Linked DNA regions of Mus musculus: region 2 is linked to region 1. Evidence: chromatin contacts called from public Hi-C data. All regions are on one chromosome and are shown on one strand. Each heading gives the region's core, a stretch centred on a gene start, on an enhancer-like site or on the middle of the called end of the contact. The rest is flanking DNA. Distances are from core to core; before and after follow the strand shown.

Evidence for each region. Hi-C and Micro-C count contacts between places; a contact is called where the count stands out from the background.
Region 2: a contact with region 1 is called in a Hi-C map of bone marrow-derived macrophages, with 33 read pairs. The contact joins two enhancer-like sites. A contact is called at or near these places in 4 of 39 promoter capture datasets (embryonic stem cells, pre-B cells, stem cell-derived epiblast-like cells and 1 more), 2 of 15 datasets of contacts at CTCF or cohesin (large pre-B cells and pro-B cells), 6 of 484 Hi-C or Micro-C datasets (the G1E-ER4 cell line, the HL-1 cell line, bone marrow-derived macrophages and 3 more) and 5 of 115 datasets of contacts at active chromatin or transcription factors (all in embryonic stem cells).

What each region holds. Positions count from the first base shown.
Region 1 is chr7:80,961,196-80,967,580 of GRCm38.p6, reverse strand. It overlaps Gm32178 (a long non-coding RNA gene), which reads left to right. Exons shown (of 4, transcript XR_003946655.1): 3 at 2,248-2,461. Among named protein-coding and RNA genes, the nearest start is that of Sec11a, 17 kb to the right of the region's middle. Within about 2 kb of position 1,765, at least 3 of the 459 cell types and tissues checked have an H3K27ac peak or open chromatin away from gene starts, as enhancers often do. A contact at or near this core is called in bone marrow-derived macrophages, where this site is marked.
Region 2 is chr7:81,069,380-81,076,034 of GRCm38.p6, reverse strand. The region is part of intron 3 of Alpk3 (alpha-kinase 3); the gene reads right to left. Among named protein-coding and RNA genes, the nearest start is that of Alpk3, 15 kb to the right of the region's middle. Within about 2 kb of position 1,299, at least 102 of the 459 cell types and tissues checked have an H3K27ac peak or open chromatin away from gene starts, as enhancers often do. A contact at or near this core is called in bone marrow-derived macrophages, where this site is marked.

The DNA of each region.
Region 1 (6,385 bases), core at 516-3,015:
GGGGGCACATGTCTGAAATCCTAGCACTTGGGAAATGGAGGCAAGAGAATCACCAAGAATTCACCAAGAATCACCAAGCCTATTCTATGCAGAGAATTCCAAGCCAGCCTGGTCTACAAAGTGAGACCCTGTCTCAGAGAAGCACGAGGAGAATTCTCACATTTATAACCATTCTATAGAAATCCCACAAAGTTTGCTGAATAATCAAAGTTCTCAGACTGTGTTTTTTAAATGAGCTTTTGGTGTGTGTGTTTGTTGGGGAGGTAAAGCCCAGCGATAGAACGTTAAATCCCTATTTCTGAAGACACCATGCCCTCTGGACACTGTAGGCTTATATTTTTTAAAAACCTATTTTCAATAAGGGTTCCTAAATGCTTTAACCTCCCTTCTGGCCCACCACCCACCAGAGGTCATGGAAAGGAGAGGTTAATAGAGCAAAGGAGGATGTGGACTTGTTTGGAAAAAGTTCTTTGGAGCAAATCGAATCTGCGTTGTCAGGACATCAGCAGTTCAGTTTACATGAATCAGCAGCAGCAGCTCTTGCAAACACCATTCATGGATCAGCCACCACAGGTCGATCCAGAAGAAGCGAGAGGCTCCGCTGTTTGATGTTTAGAAGTAGTTCCTGAGGGGTGATTCTGATCTCCATTTGTCAGGATACCAGCGGTCCAATTTAGTAGTGTTAGGATAGCAAACACGAGTCAGCAGTATTAGCTAAATCCAGCAGAAACAGCCAGGCCTCTGCCAAATCGGCATGAGTCAGCAGAAGCAACCAAGACCAGTAGAGACACCAGAAGTTCTCTGCCATGCCTCTCTCGATGAGGTGAAGATCAGCAAAGACTAAGATGAGCATTGTAAAGCTAGCCATATAAGCTCCTTGTCACTCTCCCTTGAGTTCTGTTTATATTCCCTCCAAACATGTGTCCTCCTATGGGTCTTGACTCAGCAAAACACTACATAAGTGTCTTGGTAAAACACAGCATGAGTCTGATTCAGAAACTTCCACCTACTTTGTCAATTAGCCCAAGTGTGAGGAAGCAGCAAGAAGCTGCCAGAACACCACCAGAAGTATTGTGGTGTGTTTCTCTCTATGAAGTCATGACAAATGATGACCAGTAAAGAATGGTAGGCATACCAGTACCACCTGGCATCATCACTGTCTGTTGGGTTATATATATATATATATATATATATATATATATATATATATATATATCTTCTTAATATCATGCATCCTTTCACATGTTTACTTTAGCAAAACATCCTTCCACTTATAACTTATATCTGCTTCAGGAAAAATTCTTTCACTTGTCTTCTTTAGCAAAACGCCCTTTCATCTGTGTGCCTCAACAAAACATAATTTGACATAATTGACTTTCCAAAAAAAAAAAAAAATAGAAGTTTCTACTTCAGGACACAGAGCCCTGTCTTAGTCAGAGTTTGTATTCTTGCACAAAACATCATGACCAAGAAGCAAGTCGGGGAGGAAAGGGTTTATTCAGCTTACACTTCCACATTGTGACTCATCACCAAAGGAAGTCAGGACAGGAACTCACACAGGGCAGGAACTTGGAGGCAGGAGCTGATGAGGAGGCCATGAAGGAGTGCTGCTTAGTGGCTTGCTTCCCTGGCTTGCTAGCTTTCTTATAGGACCCAGGACTACCAGACCAGGGATGGCACCACCCACAATGGGCCGGGCCCTCCCCCTTGATCACTAATTGAGAAAATGCCTTACATCTGGGTCTCATGGAGACATTTCCTCAAGGGAGGCTCCTTTCTCTGTGATAACTCCAACTTGTGTCAAGTTGACACACAAAACTAGCCAGCACAGGCCCCAAGCAGGATTTGACTTGAAAGCTCCCTCCCTCAGGAGTAACTTTGATGGTATAGAATATACCACGCAAGCTTCCAAAGGAGGGAAGCAACCAACAGTCCTATCCAGTTACTATACCCCTGAACCACAACAGTGACCACCATGGGACAGTAACAGTAAGAATGAAGTAGTGGCACACATACCTTAGTGGTAACTAATGGCTCTCTAATTGGATTTATGACCTACAAGAGGGAAGTCACAAGTGCTACTAGAAACCTTGCCAACTACCCAGGGTTTATGAAGTCATGCATCTTAGAGAACCTACAACCACCACTTGACTAAAAAAGCCTAATCTCCAACTATTTCTAAGTATTTGTCTTCATATCCACAGCTAAGCGTAGTCCTCATCCCTCACTTCTCTTTGTAATACACAGGGACCTTTACAGAAAACTCTAACTGATCACAATGCAGAGCTGTGGAGCCCCAGGCCCAACAGACAGCTACAGCTATATCCCAACTTCTCACCTGAGGATCAAGGATCACTGTGGCACAGGGGAGAGAAGAGCCAGAGGATCAGGAAGTCTGCTGTAAGATTGTGTCAGAATCTACACCTATGAAGCCTCACTTGCTTGACTGCCTGAGCCTGAGGTGAACAATACAGATGCTAATGTGAATGGGGTAAAGCTCAAGAGGCCCCGTGATTGCTAATGACCATATCTTTGAATGTGGTTGCATTAAGAAATTCAAAACTAGGGCTGGAGAGATGGCTCAGCAGTTAAGAGCACTGATTGCTCTTCCAGAGGTCCTGAGTTTAATCCCCAGCAACCATGAGGTGGCTCACAACCATCTGTAATGGAATCCGTTGCCCTCTTCTGGTGTGTCTGAAGACAGCTACGTGAAAGAAAGAAAGAGGCCCATTAGTCCTGCAAACTTTATATGCCTCAGTACAGGGGAACGACAGGGCCAAGAAGTGGGAGTGGGTGGGTAGGGGGAGTGGGTGGGGGAGCATATGGGGGACTTTTGGGATAGCATTGGAAATGTAAATGAAATAAATACCCAATGGAAAAAAATAAATTAAGAAAGAAAGAAAGAAAGAAAGAAAGAAAGAAAGAGAGAAAGAAAGAAAGAAAGGAAGGAAGGAAGAGAGAGAGAGAAAGAAAGAAAGATAGATACATAAATAGCTGGGCAGTGGTGGCTCAAGCCTTTAATCTCAGCCCTCAGGAGGCAGAGGCAGGCGGATTTCAAGGCCAGCCTGGTCTACACAGTGAATTCCAAGACAGCCAGGTCTCCCCAGATAAACTCTTGTCTTGAAAAGCCAAAACCCAAACCAAAACAGAAACAAAAACAAAAACAACAACAACAACAACAAAAATGTGTTTAAATAAAACATTTAAAAAAAAATTCATAGGCTGGGCAGTGGTGGCACATGCCTTTAATCCCAGCACTTGGGAGGCAGAGGCAGGCAGATTTCTGAGTTCGAGGCCAGCCTGGTCTAAGAGTGAGTTCCAGGACAGCTAGGGCTACACAGAGAAACCCTGTCTCGAAAAACCAAAAAAAAAAAAACCAAAAAAAAAAAAAAAAAAAAAAAAGAAAAGAAAAGAAAGAAAGAAATTCATAATCAGATTTCCTATCATATTTCCAGTGGTGACTCAAACAGCAATCAATTCCTATAAGATACCTAAAGCCAACTAGAGGAACATCAGGAGCCAGGAGCCAGCCCTCTGCTGCCGCTAGATTAAAGGGCTCAAAAGGAGGTCTGGGCCCCAGTTAAATGTAGCAGAGAGGGTATCCTTGGCTTCTATTCTACCTATAGGCCTTCTTCATTCACACTGAGAACTCCTTCACTTTCTTTCTTCAACAAGCAGTATGGCCCAGCAGGAGACTAGTGTGACCCTAACCCTTCCATTACCATACACACACACACACACACACACACACACACACACACACACACATGCCCTGCAGATCCAGAAGCCAGCTGCTTCCTTATTCCAGCTGCCTTTGCAGCTGTCTAGGACTTTTTAAAGAAAGCTCTTCAAAAATCTTCCAGGAAGATCTGAGTGACTCCAGTAATCCCTCTGCATAGAAGTCTGAGGGAATGAGCTATCTCGCTGACACCACATGCTACACAAAGCTGCTTTTATATCATCTCTGGTTTCATCGTCCCCCAAATGGGTTCTGTCTCTGGAGACCCTTGGCTTGACCTTAAGGAGGTCGGCTCTCCCCAGAATATCCAAGAGATCCTTTTAGGAGACATTAGGAGTCAGAGCATGCTGTGAAGTGCCTGACTGCTTCTTCTTTGAACTCCATTGGGAAGGCCACAGAGACACTGGCAAGATTATTGTTATGTGCATAAATGTACGTTGGTAATTTTTTGAAGATGTATTTTGTTTTTATGTAGGTGCGTGCTCACTCTCACGCACACATAAGCCAGAAGAGAGGGCGGGTTCTTCGGACCTCTGTGAGTTGTCTGATGTCGGTGCTGGGATCTGAACTCCAGCTCTCAGGATGGAGCAGCAAGTGGGCGTCTGAGCCATCTTTCTGGCCCCACGTTTATTTCTTATGTATTTGTTTATTGTGTATCTACTCTGGGACGGAATCTGGGGCTGCAAGCTTGCCAAGCATGCGCTCTGTGGTTGAGCTGCTCACACACACAAGCACAGAGTAATTTTAATAGAGGCGGGGTTTTGCATTGGTTAGTTCTTCTCAGAGACCAGGTCTTTCTTTCTACTCCTCCCTGGGCTGGCACTTGCTGACCTTGAGACTGGATTCTCCCAAGTATTGGGATAATGGAGCTGAGCCACTAAGCCCTATTAATGGTTCTTTTGTTGTTTTGTTTTTCTAGGCAGGGTGTCTCTGTGCAGCCCCGGCTGTCCTAGAACTCACTCTGTAGACCAGGCTGACCTCGAACTCAAAGGTCTGCCTGCCTCTGCTCCCAAGTGCTGGGATTAAAGGCGTGAGCCACTACCACCCTGCTCAATGAGTTCGTTTTTTATCCCCACTTTACACACTAGAAAATGACGATAAAAAAGAGATAAATGGCCTGGGGTTGGGATCAATTTTAGGAGGAGTTGGATGGAGGTAGTGGGGGATGGATATGATATATATATATATGCAAAACATTCAAAAAGCAAATAAAAATATACTTTAAAAAAAGCCAGATAAATGATTGCCTCAAGGTAATCTGTGGTTCAAAGCTGTCTTAGTCAGGGTTTCTATTCCTGCACAAACATCAGGACCAACAAACATGTTGGGGAGGAAAGGGTTTTATTTGGCTTACACTTCCATACTGCTGTTCATCACCAAGGAAGCCAGGACTGGAACTCAAGCAGGTCAGGAAGCAGGAGCTGATGCAGAGGCCATGGAGGGATGTTCTTTACTGGCTTGCCTCACCTGGCTTGCTCAGCCTGCTCTCTTATAGAACCCAAGACTACTAGCCCAGAGATGGTCCCACCCACAAGGGGCCTTTCCCCTTGATCACTAATTGAGAAAATGCCTTACAGTTGTATCTCATGGAGGCATTTCCTCAACTGAAGCTCCTTTCTCTATGATAACTCCAACTGTGTCAAGTTGACACAAAACTAGCCAGTACAATTGACCCCTTGTCAACTTGACACACAAAAACATCACTAGTAAGCCTCAACCCTTACATTCTTATTCATCCCCAAGGTCTAAATAACTTTAAAAGTCCCACAGTCTTTACATATTCTTAAAATTTCAATCTCTTTAAAATATCCATCTCTTTTAAAATCCAAAGTCTTTTTACAATTAAAAGTCTCTTAACTGTGGGCTCCACTAAAACAGTTTCTTCCTTCAAGAGGGAAAATATCAGGGCACAGTCACAATCAAAAGCAAAAGTCAATCTCCAACCGTCCAATGTCTGGGATCCAACTCACGATCTTCTGGGCTCCTCCAAGGGCTTGGGTCACTTCTCCAGCCATGCCCTTTGTAGCACATGCGTCATCCTCTAGGCTCCAGATGCCTGTACTCCACTGCTGCTGCTGCTCTTGGTGGTCATCTCATGGTACTGGCATCTCCAAAACACTGCATGACCCCTTCAGTCCTGGGCCATCAATTGCAACTGAGGCTGCACTTTCACCAATGGCCTTCCATGGCCTCTCACAGTGCCAAGCCTCAGCTGCTCTGCTCAACTCCTTCATGCCTTCAAAACCAGTACCACCTGGGTGACCCTTACACATTACCAAGTCCAGCCACAGCACAATGTACAACTTTGGCTATATCTGGAACACAGCCACTGTGCTCTCAGAAAACACTTCCCAGAAAATGTCACCTCAATGATGCTGGTCTCTTCTTAATCACCGCTAATTTCTTAGCTCCAGCTAACCAGCATCAATAGTCCCAGTAATGCAAAGTTTTTGCTTTAGTAGTTCTGGTATCTTGTTAATCACAGCTGATTCTTCAGCCCCAGCTGACCAGAACTACAGAATCTTCACAATCAAAACAGGAATGGCCCTGAAAAGAGTCTTTAATTTTTCCTCTGAAATTTCACAAGCCAGGCCTCCATCTTCTGCACTGTTCTCAACATTATCTTCCAAGCTCCTACAAAACATC
Region 2 (6,655 bases), core at 50-2,549, 110 kb before region 1:
TATCTGCACTTGACGGCCTAGCAGGCCACAGGTGTGACCCATCCGACTCCTTATCCGTATCCCAAGCCTATTCACACACAGCTCAGTAAGGGGACAACCCATCCCCCAGTGTGGCTCAGGCCACAGCCCCGAGTCCTCCTTTTTCCTTTCTTCTCACACTCACCCTGTCAGATAGTCCTACAGGCTCACCCTTGGGAGCAGACCCAGGATCTGACCATTTCCTGTCACATCCTAGTCCCCACCACTTTCATGCCCCACTTGGGTCCCAGGGAGACCTTCCTTGATGGCCTCGCTGCCCCTGTCGTGGCCTCTCTTCAATTGGAAACGCCACAAGCAGAGTGTGACTTCAGATCCATCTACTCTCAGCCACACTCAGAGCACCCCAGGAGCCCCACCTCACACAGGCACACACAGTCTGCACCCTGTCGCTGTGGCAGTGACCTGATCTCATCTCCCTCTCCCATTTGTGAGCCGCACCCCCGCCTCAGTCTTGCTGGCTCACACTAACAGCCCAGGAGGCCACATCCTGCGCCACTCTGCTTCCTGTCTAACTCCTCACAGAGGCCTTCCAACAGCCTGTGCGAGCCTGTGGCTCTCTCCCCTCAGCCTTGCTGTCCTCCCTCGTCTTGCATCTTTCTTCCTAGAGCACACTGCCATGAGACACACTGAGCTTGTTAATTTGTGTGTGTCCTGTCTGTCACAGTGTGCCCATCACAGAATATCGAATATTGGCTTCGTGACAGCGGGGACTTATCTGTGTTCGTCAATGCTGCATCCCCAGTTCCTAGAATAGTGCCTGGTAATGCAATCCACAATAAGTAAATATTTACCAATGAATACATCAACTGTATGGAGAACTATGGTCCAGAGAAAGAAGCGAGCTCCTTGGCTGGGGATTTGGTCTTGGATCAAGTAATACTGAAGGCATGGGTGCATACCCCCAGTCACCAGCCCCTCCCCTTCCCGCCACTAATCACACCTTAGCTTAGCTCCTTGGCCATCTCTCCTACTAGACCCAAGACTCAAGTGGGCAGGAGCCATCCTGTGTTCACTACCGTATCTCTATCGCCTGCACCAGTGCCTGCATAGCGGTTCCTCCATAACCCCCTGTCAGAGGAGCAAGCAAAGGAGTAAGGAACAGGAAACAAACCCACGGGAGCCCCATCCGAGGCATATGAGGAAGGGCAAAGGGCAAGCAAGGGAAGTCGAACATCAGCGGGGAGCAGGGGAGGCAGGGCTACAGCCGGCTGGGCCAGGAACAAACTGGGCTGTGCTGGCTGTAAACTGAGCCCTGTGTTTCCACTGTGCGCTAAAGCCCTGGGTTACATCACTGTGCGTGTGGCTAGGGCAAGCACAGGTGCTCTCACCATCTTGTGGGATGATCTCACCCACCAGGGCCTTGGAGTCTTCTGCCTCATGACCTGCCCGGGAGGGACATCCTCAGCCTGCAGTCCAAGAGAGGCTGGAGTGGGGCAAAGGCCTGGGACAAGGAGGGGAACAGGGAGTGGCCTACACAGCTGAGCCTGAGCCACAGGAACACCCCATAATTCTGCCAATAATGGGGATCAGGGCTTCATAGCAAGAGTGGCTTTGAAGCTGGGCGGTGGTGGTGCACGCCTTTAATTCCAGCACTTGGGAGGCAGAGGCAGGCTGATTTCTGAGTTCAAGGACAGCCTGGTCTACAAAGTGAGTTCCAGGACAGCCAGGGCTGCACAGAGAAACCCTGTCTTGAAAAACAAAACAAAACAAAACAAAACAAAACAAAACAAAACAAATGGCTTTGAAAACAAGATTATTTGTAACGTGCTGGTTACTTCCTGGGTGATGGTTACTATGTTATATAAATACACAAAAGCTCAAGAGGATTATGTCCTTAACTCAGCTCCACACATACTTCCATGCATGGTACACATATGCAAACACACACGCAAACAGAGGGAGAGGGAGAGGGAGAGGGAGAGGGAGAGGGAGAGGGAGAGGGAGAGGGAGAGGGAGAGGGAGAGGGAGAGGGAGAGGGAGAGGGAAAGGGAGGGAGAGGGAGGGAGGGAGGGAGGGGAAAAGAGAGAGAGAGAGAGAGAATGAACTCTGGGAGAGTTCAAAATAGAACCTGAGCCTGTAGCTTTCCCCTGCCCCTTCACAGCCTATGGTCTGCTGCACAGCTAGCAGGCTCACCTAGGGAACCCAACTTGGACACCCACTGTCTTTTCCAGTCACTCCTAATTTAAAGAAACTCAGAGTCAGACAAATAGGAGTTTAGAGTTTTAAGAGAACTAACTGTCAGATATGGAATTTTCCCTGGTTCCTCTGAACTCAAATTGCTCACATTTATTGAGGAAGACTTAACTGTGTGCCAGAAGCCAAGAGACAGTCCTCACGCATGTCCCATCTACTCTCAGATCAGAATGCTCCTAAGGATGTAGTCACAATCCCCAGTACAAGACATCGAGACCCACACCCAAGGTTTAGAGCTCTTGCTGCACTTGCAGAAGCCTGGAGTTCAGTTCCCAGACCCCACGCAGTCCTGCAAAACCACCTGAAACTCCAGTTCCAGAGACTCTGGCGCCCTCTTCAGGCCTCCTAGGGCGCTGCTACACACATGCTATACATAATATTCTGGAGCATACATGCATTAAAACAGTTAAAGGCTTTTTTAAGTAAGGGAAATGAAAAGGAAATTAAGGCTCATGAGTTAAGACTTCTACAAAAGTCACCAGTGAGGAAGCAGAAGGGCCCAGACTCCAATCCCTCTCTGCTATGCAGTGAGCGCTGTGATTCCTGCTTCACACAGGAGAAAAGCAAGCCCCACCGGAGCTAAGGGAATTACTACCCAGGGCTACATGGCTGTCAAATGACATAGAAACTTCCCTTCTCTAGCATTCTTCCCAATGAGGACTCTAGGGCCAGTGTATAACATTTTGCACCTAAAAGTCCTCATATTAGACTTATTTGCCCAAAATAGGATTCTTTCTCTTTTCTTTCTTTCTTTCATTCAATAAATGTGGTTCTTATCACAGATTAGGTCCCTGGCTTCAACCTACCTACCTCTGATGTTTTCTTCTTCTGCCTTAGCATGTGAATAAGCACATACGTGCACATACACACCCCAATACAGAATGCACCCCAGAACTGAAGAGAGTAGATGGGGAGGCCACCACACTGGGCAGAGATGAGCAGTCTCAGACAGTAACATTCCAGCCTAAAGAGGCCTGCAGGAGCCAGGAGTCAGATGGCCCAGCCACTGTCTGTCCCCACAGTGAGTGAAAGAATGCTGTAGGTCTTGTGTTCCTGCTCCAGGTCCGCAGGGGTTTCCCTCCCAGAACAGCCAGTTCCCTGTTCTCCTGCTACAGCTAAATCTTCCTCCCCGAGACAAAGTTCCAACCATAAGGAAAACATCATCTTCGCCTGGCAAGGTCCCAGAGTCGGGGCTGACACATCCTACCTCTGTTGGGGGAGGGAATGCTTCTCCCAGGGAGGAAGAACAACTGCCTCCGCTAAGACAAGCAGAGACAGCAGCAGCCTTACACAAAGGCCAGTCTCAGCCACTGATCAGCCAAGAACACCTCTAGACTGAGATCGAATGTCTAACGCTGTCTCCCCAGTTCCTGGCACCCTCCTGTTTCCCTTCCCCCTTTCCCACAACCCACTCTTGGTGATACCATGGTGACCTCTTTCTAATCTGCTACAGAAAACTGAATGAACTCAGATCTGGGATCCATGTGGGATGAGGAGGGAACAACAGCGACTGGAGATGTGGATATTGTGGCTGCCCAGAGCCCTGACAACTGCACAGACTCAATTGGTAGGTGCGCCTCAGTAGGAGACCATGGCTGGGCATCATGAGATACAGGGATAAGACAAAGAAACAAACAAACAACAACAACAACGTTGCTCCTGAAGTCCATGACATGGATTTGCTGGTGAAGGTGCTTCCTACCCAAGCCTGCAACCCAAGTCCCATCCCTGGGACCCACATGATGGAAGGACAGAACCAACTCCCAAATCATTCTCTGACATTCACACTATGGCATGTGGCACAAACACACACACATACATACATTTAAAAATAGTTATTCCTTTGGGCTCAGGGTTTTAAAACACTTGCTGTGTGAGCCTAATGACCTGAGCTCAAACCCTAGCATCCAGGATGGAAGGCGAGAACTGACTCCTGAAAGTTGTCCTCTGACCGCCACACATGTGCTTCAGTATGTCTGCCCCCATGCTCACATACATATCACACACATACATGTACTGCCTGGTTTTATGTGCCAACTTGACACAAGCTGGAGTTATCACAGAGAAAGAAACCTCCCTTGAGGAAATGCCTCCATGAGACCCAGATGTAAGGCATTTTCTCAATTAGTGATCAAAGTGTGAGTGGTGCCATCCCTGGGCTGGTAGGCGTGGGTTTTATAAGAAAGCAAGCTGAGCAAGCCAGGGGAAGCAAGCCAGTAAGTAACATCCCTCCATGGCCTCTGCATCAACTCCTACCTCCAAGTTCCTGCCCTGTGTGAGTTCCTGTCCTGACTTCCTTTGGTGATGAACAACAATGTGGAAGTGTAAGCTGAGTAAATCCTTTCCTCCCCAACTTGCTTCTTGGTCATGATGTTTTGTGCAGGAATAGAAACCATGACTAAGATAATACACATACACACACACATACCATATATACCATACACACATATCATACACACATGCACACATACATACACATGCACACACATATCATACACACATCATGCCACATACATGCATGCACACATACATACCATACACACAGATACACACACATAGCACAGTACACATATCACACACACACCACAGTACACACATATCACACACACTAAGAATAATAATTCCTCAATTGCTTCTTTGGGTTGAGCTTGAGGCGGAAAAGACTCCCATGGGGAGATTGAGAGCATTCAATAAAACGTCCCAAGATTCTGTACACCAAACTGGAGTCTGGCAAGTCCACACTGATTCTGAGAAACCATGGCGCCCCATGCCTGCTTTCCCTGAGGCTCCTCATACAGGTCCCCACAGCAGATACTGCCACTGCCCCACCCGAGCTGCTGCTGAGATGAGCCAAGTGGAAAAGATACTAATTTTGTCATCAACATGGCCAGGGGTCAGGGAGGTCCTGTGGCAAGTGAGTACTGTGGCAGTTCCTGAGAGGCACAAGCAAGTCCCACATGCACCCTGTCCTTACAAATCTCACGATCCCAGAGGAAAAAAATATGGCAAAGTAACTGAGCGACGGAGGATGAAGCAGGGACTCTCCTGGAAGTGCTGAGGCTGGCCCAGAAGTTGGGGAGAGGAGGCATCGGCCAGACACAGCAGCAGTGGCCTCTAGGTAGCAGAATGGACATGCAAAACAGAGGAGAAGGGGAGACATGAGACAGAGAGACAGACACAGAGATGGACACAGACAGATACACCGACACAGAGAGAGACAGAGAGATGGGGTTCAGGGGAGACAGGGAGAACAGAAAACAAGAAAAATAGGACTTTGTAAAGTCCCAAAACTTTGTAAACAGGAAGGATAGAGGCACATAGGAGGTGAAGCACAGTCAGAGCCACGCTCAGGACCTGAGTCAGAAGTGGCAGAAACTGACAACTAGCCAGAAAACCCCCCATAGGGCACAAGACTGGTGACGGGTGGAGAGGGAAGAGGGGAGGCTAAAATGTTTTTAAAAACACAGTCTCAAAAAAACAAAAAACAAAACAAAACAAAACAAAAAAACCCAACCAAATAAACAACACAATGCTGGTCCTGGTGGTGTGTGCACACCTGAAATTGCTGCACTCAGAAGCCGGAGGGAGATCTCCAGTTGGAGGCCAGCCTGGGCTACGCATTAGCACCCTGTCCTAAAACAAAAACTTGTGAGTGTGGATGGGGTGCACCCTTAATCTCAGCACTCAGGAGGGATTGATAATTGTTAATTACTATTAATGGCAATAATTAATAACTTGGGAGTCAGAGACAGGCAGATCCTTGTGAACTCAAGACCCACCTGGCCTGTACAGTGTGCTGGCCAGCAGAAGATACACAGTGAGACCCTGTCCCAGAGGGCAGCAGCAGCAACAAGCCAGGTAGGATAGCTCACACCTACAATCCCAGATCGCTGGAAGGAATACACTGCTGTGCTTTGATGAGTGTCTTTTAGTATAATTTGAAACCTTCACCTACATACATGTATTAATTGAATAGAATAAAATTTCATTTCCTTGGAGACAGGGTCTCATTGCATCCCAAGATGGCTTCAAACTGACTGTGTAACAAAGGGTTACACAGTAAAATTTATATCCTCCTGTAAATTTATGGCCCTCCTGCCTCCACCTGCAGAGTATGGGAAACATAGAAATGCCCCTCCACAGATTTATCGGTGCCGGAGGACAAAGCCATAGTCTCATACACGCTATGCCAGGACTCTACCAACTGAACTGCATCCCCAGGCCTGACTTTTTTCAAAGATAATTATGAACATTCTACATAAAGCAGTACATGAGGGATCATGGAGTGAAGTTGTTTTCTAAGAAATCAGTGCTGGAGACTCAGCCGGAGGCAGCACCACAAAGGCTCAGCCAGAGGCAGTGCATCAGGGAAAGCAACCAGGTCCTCGCCCTTGGGCAGCTCATCTTGCCTCTTCAAACTCCC